2 separate regions of the Triticum aestivum genome follow, and region 1 is linked to region 2. A link is a contact called in public Hi-C data. All regions are on one chromosome and are shown on one strand. Each heading gives the region's core, a stretch centred on a gene start, on an enhancer-like site or on the middle of the called end of the contact. The rest is flanking DNA. Distances are from core to core; before and after follow the strand shown.

Region 1 (6,842 bases), core at 2,897-5,396, 33 kb before region 2:
CTCTTTAGAAATAGATGACTGGCTTTTTATCATTTTGTAATGGCTATTTGTTGACCAATGCTATTTTCTGATTTGGCGAGTCCGTCATTTGCTTAGTTACTATTGTTCTCACTTGTTCCTTACTGCTCATATGTTATTTCATCTCACTGTTTTAACTCTTGTCACAGTTGAGTTCTTGACTTGCAAGCTTTAGTCCGTCATCCACTTTTATCATTTTTTTCTCATGCAGGAACCTTAACCTCCTTTGAGGACACACAACAATTTGGGTATGTCTTCAAAATGACAAGAAAAACATTTAGCTACATCTGCAGCTTGGTTATGAAGCCGTCAATGGAAGATATGAACAACTACACATTTGTTGACGGGAGGGTACTTTCTTTAGAAGATCGAGTGGCCGTTGCTCTGAGAAGGTTGCAATCTAGTGAGCTACCGGAGTCCATAGGGTCCTCCCTTGGTGTGAGCGAGTCAACTCTCTTGTTGGTAACCGAGAGCTTCATTGTGGCTGTGGACAAGAGAGCAGGGCACCATTCGCGCTGGCCAGACTCCAGCGAAATGGATAAGGTCAAATCCATGTTTGAAAAGATCCACAATATGCATAACTGCTGCGGTGTTATATGTACAACTCACATCCCATTTGGACAATGCTGGGACCGTGAGAAGAATGAAACCATCCTAGTACAACTCGTCATTGATCCAGCGATGAGGTTCAGGACCATTTGGTGGGGACGGATAAGCAGCATGGACCAGTCAAGCATTTTGCATGAATCTTATTTTTTCAAGGAGTGTGAGAAGGGTGCTCGGCTGAATGGCAGCAAGTTGAAGGTTGGATTAGATGGACCAGAAGTCGGGGAATACATAATTGGTGATGCAGGATACCCGCTTCTCCCATGGCTACTCACACCTTACCAGGAAGAAGACCTCTCATATTCCAAAGCAGAGTTCAATAGTAGACACAACGCAGCCACAACCTGCGCTCAGAAGGCGCTGGCAAGGTTCAGAGACACATGGACGTACCTGCAGGGAGAGACGTCGTGCCCTGTCAATCAGAAAACTATAGTTGCCACAATCCATGCCTGCTGCTACTTGCATAATATAATCATTGATATGGAAGATGATGCAGCCATGCCGAGTGTTAAGAAGCCGGATTACAGTGGGGAAGTGCGCCAGTTAGCAAATGAGGATGCCGGCAGAGCAAGGGATATGCTGGCGCAATACTTCTCGACCACCATGTCATCCAAATCAGGAGGTGAACTAACACAACTTCTCCTACATCTTAATTTGTTCATTTGGTTGCCAGGTCCACTAATATTTCATAATCATTTCCTCCTGCTGTTTCCATCCTTTATATGTTTTTTTAGTCGGCTTGGTGGATGTAGAGGAGGACGATGAAGTGGCTGCAACAGGCTTAGGGGATGAAAACAAGGAACAAGAAGCAGAGACAACGGCAGCAGAGGAAGAGAGGCAATGTTAGGTACATTTTCCTACTTGATTTTAGGTACTACTGCTTGGTACATTTTCCTGCTTCATTCTAGGCACGCGCTGTGCTTAGAGTCTTGGTATTCCCTCCCTCAGTTCCAGCAATATCAAACTACTGGCAACGTGTTAAGCAGAACACTATCATCTAGTAGCTGAAACTCTTGTGTAGTTTGTTTAATAGCATTATGATTCAGATAAAAATAAACTTATAGCTGCTATACTATGCGCGGAAATAAAATTCTTGATATATTAAACCCTGGTGATTGGCCGTACATCTGATATAGATTAAAACCTTGGTTTGGCCAGGTGAAAGGGAAGTTGACATCGGTCCTGCTGGTTGGAGCTTTAGAATGCATGAATCCAGAGAAGCCCTGGAATGGAGCAACAGACTAACTTGGTGCTGCAACTGGAATTGAAGTTGAATGTTTTCTTAAGTTTGGTCATGTATCTATTAGGCAAAGACAAGTATTATGTAGTCTGCACTTTATGTGTGTGCAGTAAGCTTTAACTGACGGACAAATGTGGCTAGCTGCTTGGAGACTATCTTCAATTTGCATCCATCAGTTGATGCAAACTGAAGAATTTGCAGACATAATGGCATGCAGTTCTGTGTATTTATGAAATACATATGTTTGGGCCAGTAGTTTTACAAAATGGAAGGGCTATTGACGAAGTCCCTGATGCCAAGACATAACGCGACATGATGGACTCCAGTAGTAGTAAAAAAACTCCAGTAAAACAGATGTTTCTTAGCTGGCTTGTATGTCTGAAGTGCGGTGGCCATTCTCATGTAATAGTAATCAACTTGTTCAGACATAACAAGGGCCATTTGGCAGTACTTACTGCTACCAATTAATAGTAGTATGAGAAAAGGTAAGAAAGACGTAGACTGATATCTTAAGGCAAATCTTCCTAAGATCAGCCTTCAAACTCCAGTAGTGGTAAAACAGAGTCATCTTTCTTTAATTGGCGTGTTGATTGGTTGGAGACAAGAGGAGGATGGAGCAGATCTTCCCAGCTAAGGTCCCAATTGCCATCTCCTACACATGCATGGATCAACTAGTTAAGTTCTAGTGTTGTTGGACTTTTGGACTTAAACAAAGATATAGTACTAGTAGTAAATCTTTACCAGAGAGCACTTCAGCATTAGTACAAGGTTCCAAAGAGTGGGTAAACCAGCAGGTCCTCTGATCAATGTACATTAGTTAATTAATCATGGCCTGAAGGCTAGAGCTAATTTACTGTTTTTCTGCGGTCTGCGCGATGCCTCGATATAGGAGGGAACATGTTTGGAGGGAGGCAAATTGGGGACAGAGGCATCCCATTGTGACACATTGCTAGCTAGTACTCTCTCCGTTCCATAATGTAAGACCGTTTTGCAAGCAGTTTGTTATTGCTGGCCCATTGCCAACGCCCTACAGCTTTGCTTCCTAAAGACCTCCAGTGGTCTCAGTGACTCAGCCCATTTGGCTTGCGTTCATCATTATTCCTAAATCGCATACCGTACTCTAAATGTGAACAATGGATCTTTTCCTGCAAATGGAGTGAACAGCTGATTGGTTCATCATTTTGCAGGCTGCAGGTGCACGGTCTGGGTGTTCAATCACCACAACACGAAAGTGCTGGGCCCCCCCTGGTGGAAAGGTTTGTTTGGCGGCGCAACAACGGCTATCAAGAAAGAGAACAACGCGAAGAACGAGAAATGGTTTTTGTCTTGAATCAGCAAAGGAGGCTTGCATTGAGTTTTCAAAGGAGAAGTGTCTAATGCACCATTTTCTGAGCAAGGATTGCCTCTCAAGGTCTCCTTGAAAACACTGATTTTGTTATATGGGAGGATGCTGGGCATAGCAAAACAGCATCAGCATGCTCGTCTGTTGCAAATTAACAGCCACTACAAAGGAAGTGACTTGTTAGAAAGCTTAGCATCTGAAGACAATAGCGACTCAGGGTGATGACTTATCAGAGGCATCACAGGATGCTGGGCATATGTTTTGGAGCTGGTTTCATCAAATGAAATGGTGGCACTATGTTGAACGATCTTTTGTTGCTGTAACTAGATCTTGCCTGCCTGGCTGAAGTCCACGGTGTCAAGTGCTCATCTTGTTGTTGGATCTTCCAGAGAAAGTGCCCATGTGCCGAAGACAGCATTTTGGAAACAACGGTGGCTGGCTACCACTTCATTGGCTAGTTTGCCCGCCGCCACAGGTTCAGCGCGTGGCCCGGGGCGTGGCAACAAGTTTCTTTGTTGACTTGTACTCCCTCCGGCGGAAAATATTTGTCGGAGGAATGGATGTATCTAGACGTATTTTAGTTTTAGATACATCCATTTTTATGCATTTCTCCGACAAGTATTTCAGTACGGAGGGAGTAGATAAAATGTCACTGTTTAGCGCTGTTGTGCACTGTAGCGATGAAGTTCTCTCGGGACGTTGTGCTGGGCTGGCGACGCAACCGACCCATGCATCCATGGATGGCACAGGTCAACAATGAGGACGAAGCAAAGCCAAGCCAAACCGTGTTGCCGAATTTATACAACCACTTTCTTTCCACCATCGCTCAAGGCCTCACCCTCACGCACGCACGTGTTTTTCGTTGTACTGCTCCTATGCTATACAGCAGAAAACCAGCTACGTACGTCTCCATGGAAAAATAATACCCATGCCTGGCAAAGGAGCTGACCTTTTACTTTTAGTGATGAAGACCTACACTACACAGCAAACAAGTGGCAACTACTCCCTCCGTTCCAAAATAAATGACTCAACTTTGTACTAACTTTAATATAAAGTTGGGTCATCTATTTTGGAACGGAGGGAGTACATCGAAAGGGACCTTTTCAGGTGGAAACTCAACTGTGCAGTCTACAACTTGCAAGGGGCTCAACTGGTGCGTTGCCCGGCCGACTGTTGAGGCATTGGATGTATACGATCCAGATCGAACACACTGAATTTCTGACTGTTACTACTACGTTGCTCTCATTCCCTAGCCGGGCCAGGTTCCCTTCCTACTACAGTTTCGTCACTTGTTCTCTCAAAGTTTCCAGCTCTTCCTGTGTTGCTCCTTCACGCATCTTAATTATAGCCCGGTCTTGCAAGTTCGCCGCCCGCTTAATTGTTAACGGTGCATACTAATCTGGGCTTTGAAGGACATGCAGAGCGAGCAGCAGACGTCATCCGATCGCATGACGTCGATCCATCTTGTATATATCTCAGTGTGCTGCCCGGCAGCTTAGCTTGACTAGCCTAACTGGTTTCGAGCCCTGCCAACCTCCCAGAAGCTTCATTACCTGTAATGCGCTGTGAATCACTCTCGCGCTCAACCAGCTGGTTGTCGAGATATCCAAGCCAGTACTCGACGCTCAGGCCGTGGCTGTCCTCGACACCGCCTGGATCCTCATCTCCGGTCTCCTCGATATTGCGCGGTCCGAGCTCGTCATCCGCCAGATGTCTCGCCTCTTGGGCAAGGTGGTGGTGGTCGACGAGCTCTCATTGCGCAAGGAGGAGGAGGTGCGGGTCAAGGTCAAGTGCCTCGACTCCTCCAAGCTGCGCACTTTGGTTCGAGTCTTCTTCAACGACCAGGGCTTCGACCTCAGGATCGCCCCCGAGCCTCCCAACCACGTTGGGCGTCCCCGCTCCCTCGACGTCGGCCCCCCTGTGACAACCCGGGGGGCGGCGGAGACTACCACAGCCACCACTGCTCTCGTTCTCACCGCTCGGATGAGGAGGGGGCGTCCGAGGACTCCCGCTCCCCATCCCCCTCGCCCCCCCTCCGTCTGCGGGGGGCAAGGCCGCCAGGCCGCCTCTCGCCCCCCGGTGGATGGCCCGCCGATCTCTGACGTGTCGCCATCCGAGGGGAGCAACATCTCCAGTGTGGGCCTGGTGGTCTGCCCGGCCTCCTCCCCGCGCTCCCCCACCTCGTCCCCGCCACCTGTGCTGGCCCCGGTCGGCCTGCTCGGCGACCTGCTCTCCGACTCTTCGGCGGCGCCCGCGGGTGGGGGGACGCCTCCTGTGGTTGTCCCCCCAACTCCGGCTTCGCCTCCCCCCGTCGCCGTCTCCTCCCCGCAGCCTGACGCTCCTCCGGCCCCGTCGTCTCCACGGGCTCCCTCGGAGGCCTGCTCTCCGGCCCCCAGTGCGCCTCCTCCCCCTCTGGCCGCACCATCACCCCCGGCCCAGATCTTCCTCGGCTGTGCTGGGTCGGGACTGCTGCCCTCCCCTCCGTCGTCTCCTGGGGCGGGGGCGGCCCGGATCATCACGCCTCTAGCGGCCCAGCCCCCCCTCCCCGGTCTGCCGCCTACTCCCGTCGTAGTCGGTCGGCCTCCTCCCCGGTGGTGGCCTCCCGCCGGAGTGCTCGGCTGGACGCTGCCCACCCTGAGGGCACCCGGCGCTGCCCATCCCCGAGTGGGCGGAGGTACGCCCTCCATTCCCTCCTCTGCTTCGTCTTGTTCTTTCTCTGCGCTTGAGTCTGTTCCGCTGGGTCATCTCGCCAAAGTGGCCTCCGACTCCGCGATCATTTTCCGAGGGGAAGTTGGCCCCCCTCTCGCCCAGATCGCGGCCATCAGAGCCCGTGAGGTTCTCGATGGGAAACTTGTGGAGGCCGGGGCGGCCCTCCTCGTTCCCCCAGCCGCCTCTACGTCTGGGGGATCTTCCTCTCCGCCTCGGCCGCAGCCGACGGCCCCTCCTCCCTCGGTGGCCGTGCCGGAGATTCGGGGACACACCCGCTCCCGCACGGCGGCCCTTCGTGCACTTAGCGCTTCCTGTGTTCTGGGGTCAAGCAGCCCCCAATGGCTCCTTAATGCGGGCCCTCTTCTGGAACATCCGCGGCTTCGGCCATGATGGCCGCCGCCGCCAGTTAGTGGAATACATGCGAGATGAGCACATCGACATCGTGGCTGTGCAAGAGACCATGCGTCACGATTTTGCGCTCCCTGAGCTTGACCGGTTGAGCTCTCACCTCTTTGCGTGGCACTGGCTCCCTTCTAGTGGGAGCGCGGGCCACTCGGGTGGCATCCTTTTAGGTGTGAAGGATGCCACCTTTGAGGTGGGCAGCATGGATAGGGGCGAATTCTTCGTCAGCATGGAGCTTTTCGAGAGGTTGCTCAACTTCAAGTGGGAGATCATCATTGTCTATGGACCGGCCGATCATAGTAGGTCGGCCTCCTTCTTGGAGGAGCTCCACCGGAAAATCTCGGCCGCCTCCCTCCCCGTGGTTGTCGGGGGCGACTTCAACCTACTGCGCGTTGCGGAGGACAAGAACAATGGCAATGTTTGCTTTTCCCGGATGGACATGTTTAACGACTTCATTGCCGACCTCGCCCTCCGGGAGATTGATCGGGTTGGGGCCCGTTTTACTTGGACCAACCGACAAGCCTC
Region 2 (6,770 bases), core at 2,096-4,595:
CAGGGTTTCCACTCGACTTGACCCCGCGTCGCCCTTGCTAGGGTGACTCGGGCGAGGCCGAAACCCTAGCCGCTAGGACCGCTCCTTCCTTTCCTCCCCCCTGACACCGTCGGGCTAAGCCCCGAGGCCGACGACGGTCACGGGGGTCGATCTCCCTCTCTCCCGCGTCATGGGTGTGGTGCGGAGCCCCTTGGCGGCGCGACTGCCGGCCCTGCCTTGGGTTGCGGCTGCGCGATGGCCGACCCTGCCTCGGGCGGCGATGGCTGCGGGCGCGGCTTACTACCTTGCTTTGGGCAGCGGCTGCGGCTGGATTTGCGGTGGCGGGTGATCTGACCTTGGACCAATGGAGGTGGCATGGAGGGCCTAGTGGGTGGGTCGGCGACATGCGTGGTCTGGCCTTCGGTCAGACAGATCTGGCCGGTGCGGACTGCCCGCTGCTCGGCGGCACTGATCGGTGGCGACCCAAGGACACGATGCTAGATGGAGGTTCGTCGAGCAAATCGGGCTGAAAACCTTCCTCCCAGATAGTTTCCATGGCTGGTGGTGGCGGCGCTCTTCTGTGTCGTTCCTTCTTGAAGGCATCATCGTGGAGAAGCTCCATACCTTTATCCGCTACCTCCGGGAGAAACCGTAGATCAGTCGATCAGATGACACAGTGCTCTTGTGTCATTCCCCCCTTGGGGGCTTCATTCTTGGAGGGGTGCATAGGCTCGAGGACATAATGCTAAATGGAGGTTCGTCGAGCAGATCAGGGTGAAAAGCTTGCTCTCGGCTAGTTTCCAAGGCCGATGATGGCGGCACTCTTTTGTTTCGTTCCCTTCTTGAAGGCATCGTCGTGGAGAAGCTCTAGACCTCCATTCGCTACCTCCGGGGAAACCCTAGATCAGTCGATCAGATGACGTGGTGCCCTTGTGTCATTCTTGGATGGGTGCATAGGCTCGAGGGACCAGTGGACGACTTCTGCGGTGGAGCGGCGGTTCCTGTGACACATCGACGACGTGGAGTCTTGATGGTGTGGCGCTGCAGGTCTATGACGGATATGTGATAATGGATGTGCATAGGATGGTGGCGTTGTCTGGCGCCGTGGTGGCATCGACGACATGCCTCACAAGGTGGATGCATCAGTACCTACTCTTAAGATGGATTGATGGAAGAGGATGGTGATGGCCTCTGCAGCGTGCGCATGTGGTGCCCGCTGAAAGTGCGCGCATTGGACCGGTGTGTGACTCAGACCCGACAATTCATCTTGGTTGGAGCCTCCGGCTTTATATGTTGTATTTAATTTGGTGTGAGGTCTGGGTATGCGGCCTGACAATTTGCACCCCTTAATCAAGTGCATAGGGGTAGCGACATATGTCGTCAAAATGATGGCTTTAGACATACTGATGCATTGCTTTGTAAGGTTTAAATAAATAATTAATAAAATAGTTGCATGCATAGCTCTGATGCAGAGGCCGAGGTCATACTCATTTTCAAAAAAAGATAGTTGCTCATGCAAGCGCGCACAAGTTCATATGCTAGCATATAGATCGAATCATGTGAACACACCTGGGAGAACCAAGTCATGGCCCTCTCTGGTTAACACGTAAACATGGTTTTAGATTGGCCTAATCAAGATCAAAGACCGGATGAAAGCACAGTGGCTAAGTTTGACACTCCATGAGAGCATGGTTTGACACATTCTAGCTGGCGCCATCAATGATAACTCCGGTGGTGCCACTATTGTCAACCTCCCAAGATCTCATGCATCAGTCAAGTCTCATATTCCTTGTCTGCTTTTGGAACAAGATGGAGAAAAGGACATGAAAGGACAGCCAAACTAATTAGCCATTCATCACTTGTGGTGGTAATTAGGAGGAAAACGTAGGTAGCTGGCTTTGCTCGGTCAAACAAACTGATTAACCACGGGCTAGATGTGTGGTGTGATATTCGGACCAATTCCAGCCACACCCAACAAACCAAGGCGAAAAACAATTTTGTGATACTAGATGTATGACATCTTTAATAATATTGGTCTTATATAGACTTGTTTTTACTTCAACATGAAATTGATGCCCTTTTCTCCTAGGATATTGTACTAATTATTATATTTCTATAATCGTATATTTTCAGTCTGGAATAGGTTTTTTCTAGGCAATTCCCTCACAATTGAAACCCACAATATTTTTTTGCCTTCCACTAGCATACATTGGGAGCGTTCTCCGAGCTAAGTTTTTGAATCCTCGCTATCTAAATAACCAAGTATCCACATATGTTTAGCAGGTAGTAAAAAAGAATATATTTTGAGCATAAAGTAAATATGGCCATTGTTTTTTCTTTATGGAAAATTTGGTCTTTGTTTCCAGGAGGATGTAAAATAGAACTAATCAGTATCTTTTTTTAAAGGAGGTATAAAAGATTCGCCTTGTCTCATTACTTAAGTAGAATTATCTGGTTAATTAGCGAAAAACCGGACGAAACCATCATAATAGTCCACACGGAGCAACCTCGGCGAACCCGGCTACTCACACACACACACACACACACACACACACACACACACACACATCATCCAAAGGGGAAATCGCCTTTTCATTTCGAGGTCACAAATGAGAAGGTTATGATGCAACTCTCGATGTATTGATTGTACTCACGGAAGAAGAGATTAAAGTAGGTTTTCCAGACATAGTAGTTGGCCTTGGAGTGGGAGAGTTTGCTCGGGACGTGATCGAAGAGAGGGACGTCGTGGATGTGGGGCGTTGAGAACCTCAGAGTTGGAACCAAAGGTGGAGGCGAAGGGGTTGTTGGGATTGCTGCGGCTAGAGGAAGACATGGCGGTGGCTAGCGAGAGGAGGTGGGTCGGTCTCGGTTAGGGTTCGGGATTGTCGGAGAAGTGGCTGCAGGGGTGGGGAAAAGAGGGGAGGGGCCGGAGGGCGCGACACGATGGGAGGAAGAGGTGCGGTGGAGGGAAGGAGAAGGGGCGGCGCGGTGCGGCAGCTAGGAAGATAGCGGCAGCGCGGCTAGGGTTAGGACCAAAGGAAGGCCGATACCATGCAGAAGATTATGATGCAACTCTCGATGTACTGATCCGGTGCAAGCGCACGTATATATGATGTTCAAGGTGGGCTATATAACCTCAACAACAAAGGAAAAAGGAGGTGGGCAAGGAATACAGATATACATTACATGCAATATATACTCAACAACAAAGATTACACATCTGCTGTTTTTTGGACATTTTTACACGCAGCTGGAAGAAGACTCGCCTTTCTGGGCAATATACTAGAGAAATGGAAAGCGGCACGCGGAGTTTGAGCTGAAAGAGAGAGGTGGAGTGTGGTCCGGGGCAGGCGGAGGCCGGCCACACGGAGGAACAAACAAAGCCGGAGACTTTCTCTCCCCTCAGTTTGCAGCGTCCGCCCCCCCTCGCAAGCTCTCCAGTCTCCGCTTACTTATCACGGCCTCCCCTTGACTTCCCCTCCCCTCTCCCCCATTCCATACTCGTCTTCTCCCTCCCTCCCTCCTGTCTCCTCCTCCGCAAGCAACCCTCTTGCGTCGTTCCTGCTGATTGGCTCCGGCGGGAGGGAGGAGGGGGCGCAGTGAGATGGGGAACATCTGCGGCGGCGCGGGGAAGGCCGATGTGGCGGCGGACTACCGGCCGTCCAGCCCAGGTGAGCACCAATCTGGCCCTCCATGAACCTGATTCGGGATCCCCTTTTCTTCCTTTCCGCTGTTGTTTTTCACGCCATCTCGTCGATGGCTGGATCCCGCGAGCTCCCGGCGGGGGGTGTCTTGGTTCCTGCTCGGAGGTCTGTTTCTGTCGTCTGCCGCGCAGAGACGCCGTCGTTGTTGCCTCGGCCAAGACTCTGTTTAAGTTTAGTCTGATTGGTTCCGATTCTTGGTTCTCTGAGCTCAAGGTTGTGCTGCTTCTTTCATGTCCGCCACTCAGTCGTCTGTCGAATTGTTTAGGGGTTGGTTGGTGGCACTGAATCAGGACAGGCCGTTTAATTTCTTCCTCTTCTCAGATTTCCCCTGTTCTTCGCACGAGTAGCAGGGACGGGAATTGACTGAATCAGTATCATACAACCATAGTTTTCCAATCCATGCTATGCTTGATGCTTACTTCTCCCTGTTTAATTTACGAGTATTTTGTCAGGGAAAAGAGTAGTTTTCTTTTCCCTGTTCCATGAATCAGACAGGCTGAACCAACCATATGTTACTGACGCAATCCAAACTGTTTGCTCACAAGGGGAACCTCTCCCATGTTCTCTGTAAAATCTCTCCAGTAATCAAATTCAGTATGTTAAAAACGTGTTGCTTGTTGTGTGACAGGAACATCCAACTACAAGACGAGCGGCAGCGTCACCACCAGCAACAGCACCACGGGGAAGCTCTCCTCGGGGGGCAGCAGCACCTTCATGGCCTCCGCGGGCAGCGGTGGCACCAGCGGGGGCTTCGACGAGGCCGCGGCGGGCTTCCTCGAGGGCCAGATCCTGGAGGCGCCCAACCTCCGCACCTTCACCTTCCTCGAGCTCAAGACGGCCACCAAGAACTTCAGGCCCGACAGCGTGCTCGGGGAGGGAGGGTTCGGGAGGGTCTACAAGGGGTGGGTGGACGAGAAGACGATGAACCCCACCAAGAGCGGCACCGGCATGGTCGTCGCGGTCAAGAAGCTCAACTCAGAGAGCATGCAGGGGTACGAGGAATGGCAGGTGAATATTTGCTTGAGCTCTCTGAATTCCAAATTGATGAGTATGATGAGCACTGGAATTTGGGGGTTTGACTTAGCTTTGTTTGCTCTTGATTGATGGTAACTTCGATTCAGCTTCGGCACATGTGGAACAACTGCTATGAGTTTACTTTTGTAGTTTTAGCTGAGTTTACAGTCCACTCTCTGCACACACACGCACACCATTAGTAGTCAGGTTTAAACAAATCACAGCAATTTTAAGATTCTCCTGGTCGTTACATGCTTACAGTTATGGTTCCGTGTGCTTTGTTTAACTTCTGATGTCCTGGCTGCTAGGTCTATTATATCGTAATGGAGCTGTGCTGTCTGGCCAGTGCCATTTGACTAATGCTAACCAGAGTCATTTTGTTTGAAAGTGGTATGATAAGCTGTTCACAACTGCTGACCAGGAACACCCAATAACCCACATGTTTATCACAATGTAGCTGCTTCTATTTTTGTTTGGTCAGCTCTGGTACATATAAAATGCTACTATTAGGCCAGCAGACGTGACTCGGCGCTCCTAGTTTAGTCTAACAGAATCATTGTTTCCAAAGGTTGCTGCAGCTGCTGTATCTGATGAACATTTCTGATTGTCAACTTGCAGTCAGAGATAAACTTTCTGGGAAGGCTCTCGCACCCAAACCTCGTCAAGCTGTTGGGCTACTGCTGGGAGGACAAGGAACTGCTGCTTGTCTACGAGTTCATGGCCAAAGGGAGCTTGGAAAACCATCTTTTCAGAAGTGAGTTATTAGTGGTTTTTCTTCTCTGGAATTATTGGAAGCAGTTGCAATTCTTGAGCAACCAGTTGAATTCAAAATACTGATGTTGGACCCTATTGCATTTCTGTAGAAGGATGTGCTCCACTGTCATGGGAGCTGAGGCTGAAGATAGCAATTGGCGCAGCTCGAGGACTTGCATTCTTGCATGCATCAGAGAAGCAAGTTATCTACAGGGACTTCAAGGCTTCCAATATTCTTCTGGATGCAGTAAGTGTAGTGCTATGCAATGCACCCTTTTATCTGTTGTCTATTTATCAAGGTCAAATGCTGACTGCATTTTTATTTTTGCAGAGTTATAACGCAAAGCTCTCCGACTTTGGGCTTGCTAAGCTTGGACCAACGGGTAGCAACTCTCATATCACGACCAGGGTGATGGGCACCTACGGATATGCGGCTCCGGAATACGTGGCCACCGGTATGTGTCCTTATGCCTGTGAATCACAGATATATATATGATCAGATAATGCTGCCTGCAGTCGTTGTGCCAGCCATGGTACAAACTGAAGCATAAACACATGCCTGATAGGTTTAGTATCCCCATATAGCAAATGAATTCTCACTTTGGTTTTTTTTTCTCCAAATTTAGAGTTTTACATCAAATAGATTTGTCAACCATTCATGGGCCATGACAATTGCTCCTGTCTAGTGGACAGTTTCTCAAATTAAACTACTCCATCTGCTAACAATACCTTTTATGTCAAATGGGCATTCCTCTGCTTCCACCATCTATGAAAAGACCATACACTCACTCATACCATGCATTTACTATTTTCCAGTTAGTGTGCATCCCATATGTGATTCTGAATTCATTATCTGACTATAATACCTTCTCAAGTTGTTGGTAGCTTCATTCATCCAGTTATCCATACAAAATTTGGAATTTACAAGTTGCTTTCTTAGCTGTTGATTGCTTTTCTCACCACATGTTCTGAACCATGTCCAGGCCATTTGTATGTCAAGAGCGACGTTTACGGTTTCGGAGTCGTGATGCTGGAGATGCTGTCCGGCAAGCGAGCACTGGACCCCAACCGTCCCAATGGACAACAGAGCCTCGTTGACTGGGCGAAGCCCTACTTGGCTGACCGGAGAAAGCTCGCCCGTCTCATGGACCCTCAGTTCGAGGGACAGTACAACTCCAAACAGTCCCACCAAGCGGCGCAGCTGACGCTGAACTGCCTTGCCGGTGAGCCCAGGAGCAGGCCATCGATGAAGGAGGTCCTCGAGACGCTCGAGCAGATCGAGGCACTGAAGAGCCGAACAAGGGAGGCAAGAGGAGGGAA

The links. Hi-C and Micro-C count contacts between places; a contact is called where the count stands out from the background.
Region 1: a Hi-C map of leaf shows a contact between it and region 2, with 2.5 times the contacts expected there. The contact joins the enhancer-like site here to the promoter of LOC123135707 in region 2. A contact is called at or near these places in 2 of 5 Hi-C or Micro-C datasets (leaf and an unstated tissue).

What each region holds. Positions count from the first base shown.
Region 1 is chr6B:51,311,100-51,317,941 of IWGSC CS RefSeq v2.1, reverse strand. It overlaps LOC123135708 (disease resistance protein RGA2), which reads left to right. Exons shown (of 8, transcript XM_044554892.1): 6 at 230-1,246; 7 at 1,359-1,471; 8 at 1,783-2,130. The coding sequence ends at 1,471. Among protein-coding and RNA genes, the nearest start is that of LOC123135708, 9.3 kb to the left of the region's middle. Within about 2 kb of position 4,146, at least 2 of the 8 cell types and tissues checked have an H3K27ac peak or open chromatin away from gene starts, as enhancers often do. A contact at or near this core is called in leaf, where this site is marked.
Region 2 is chr6B:51,277,091-51,283,860 of IWGSC CS RefSeq v2.1, reverse strand. It overlaps LOC123135707 (probable serine/threonine-protein kinase PIX13), which reads left to right and starts at 3,345. Exons shown (of 6, transcript XM_044554889.1): 1 at 3,345-3,650; 2 at 4,312-4,691; 3 at 5,316-5,451; 4 at 5,561-5,697; 5 at 5,782-5,905; 6 at 6,434-6,770. The coding sequence starts at 3,584.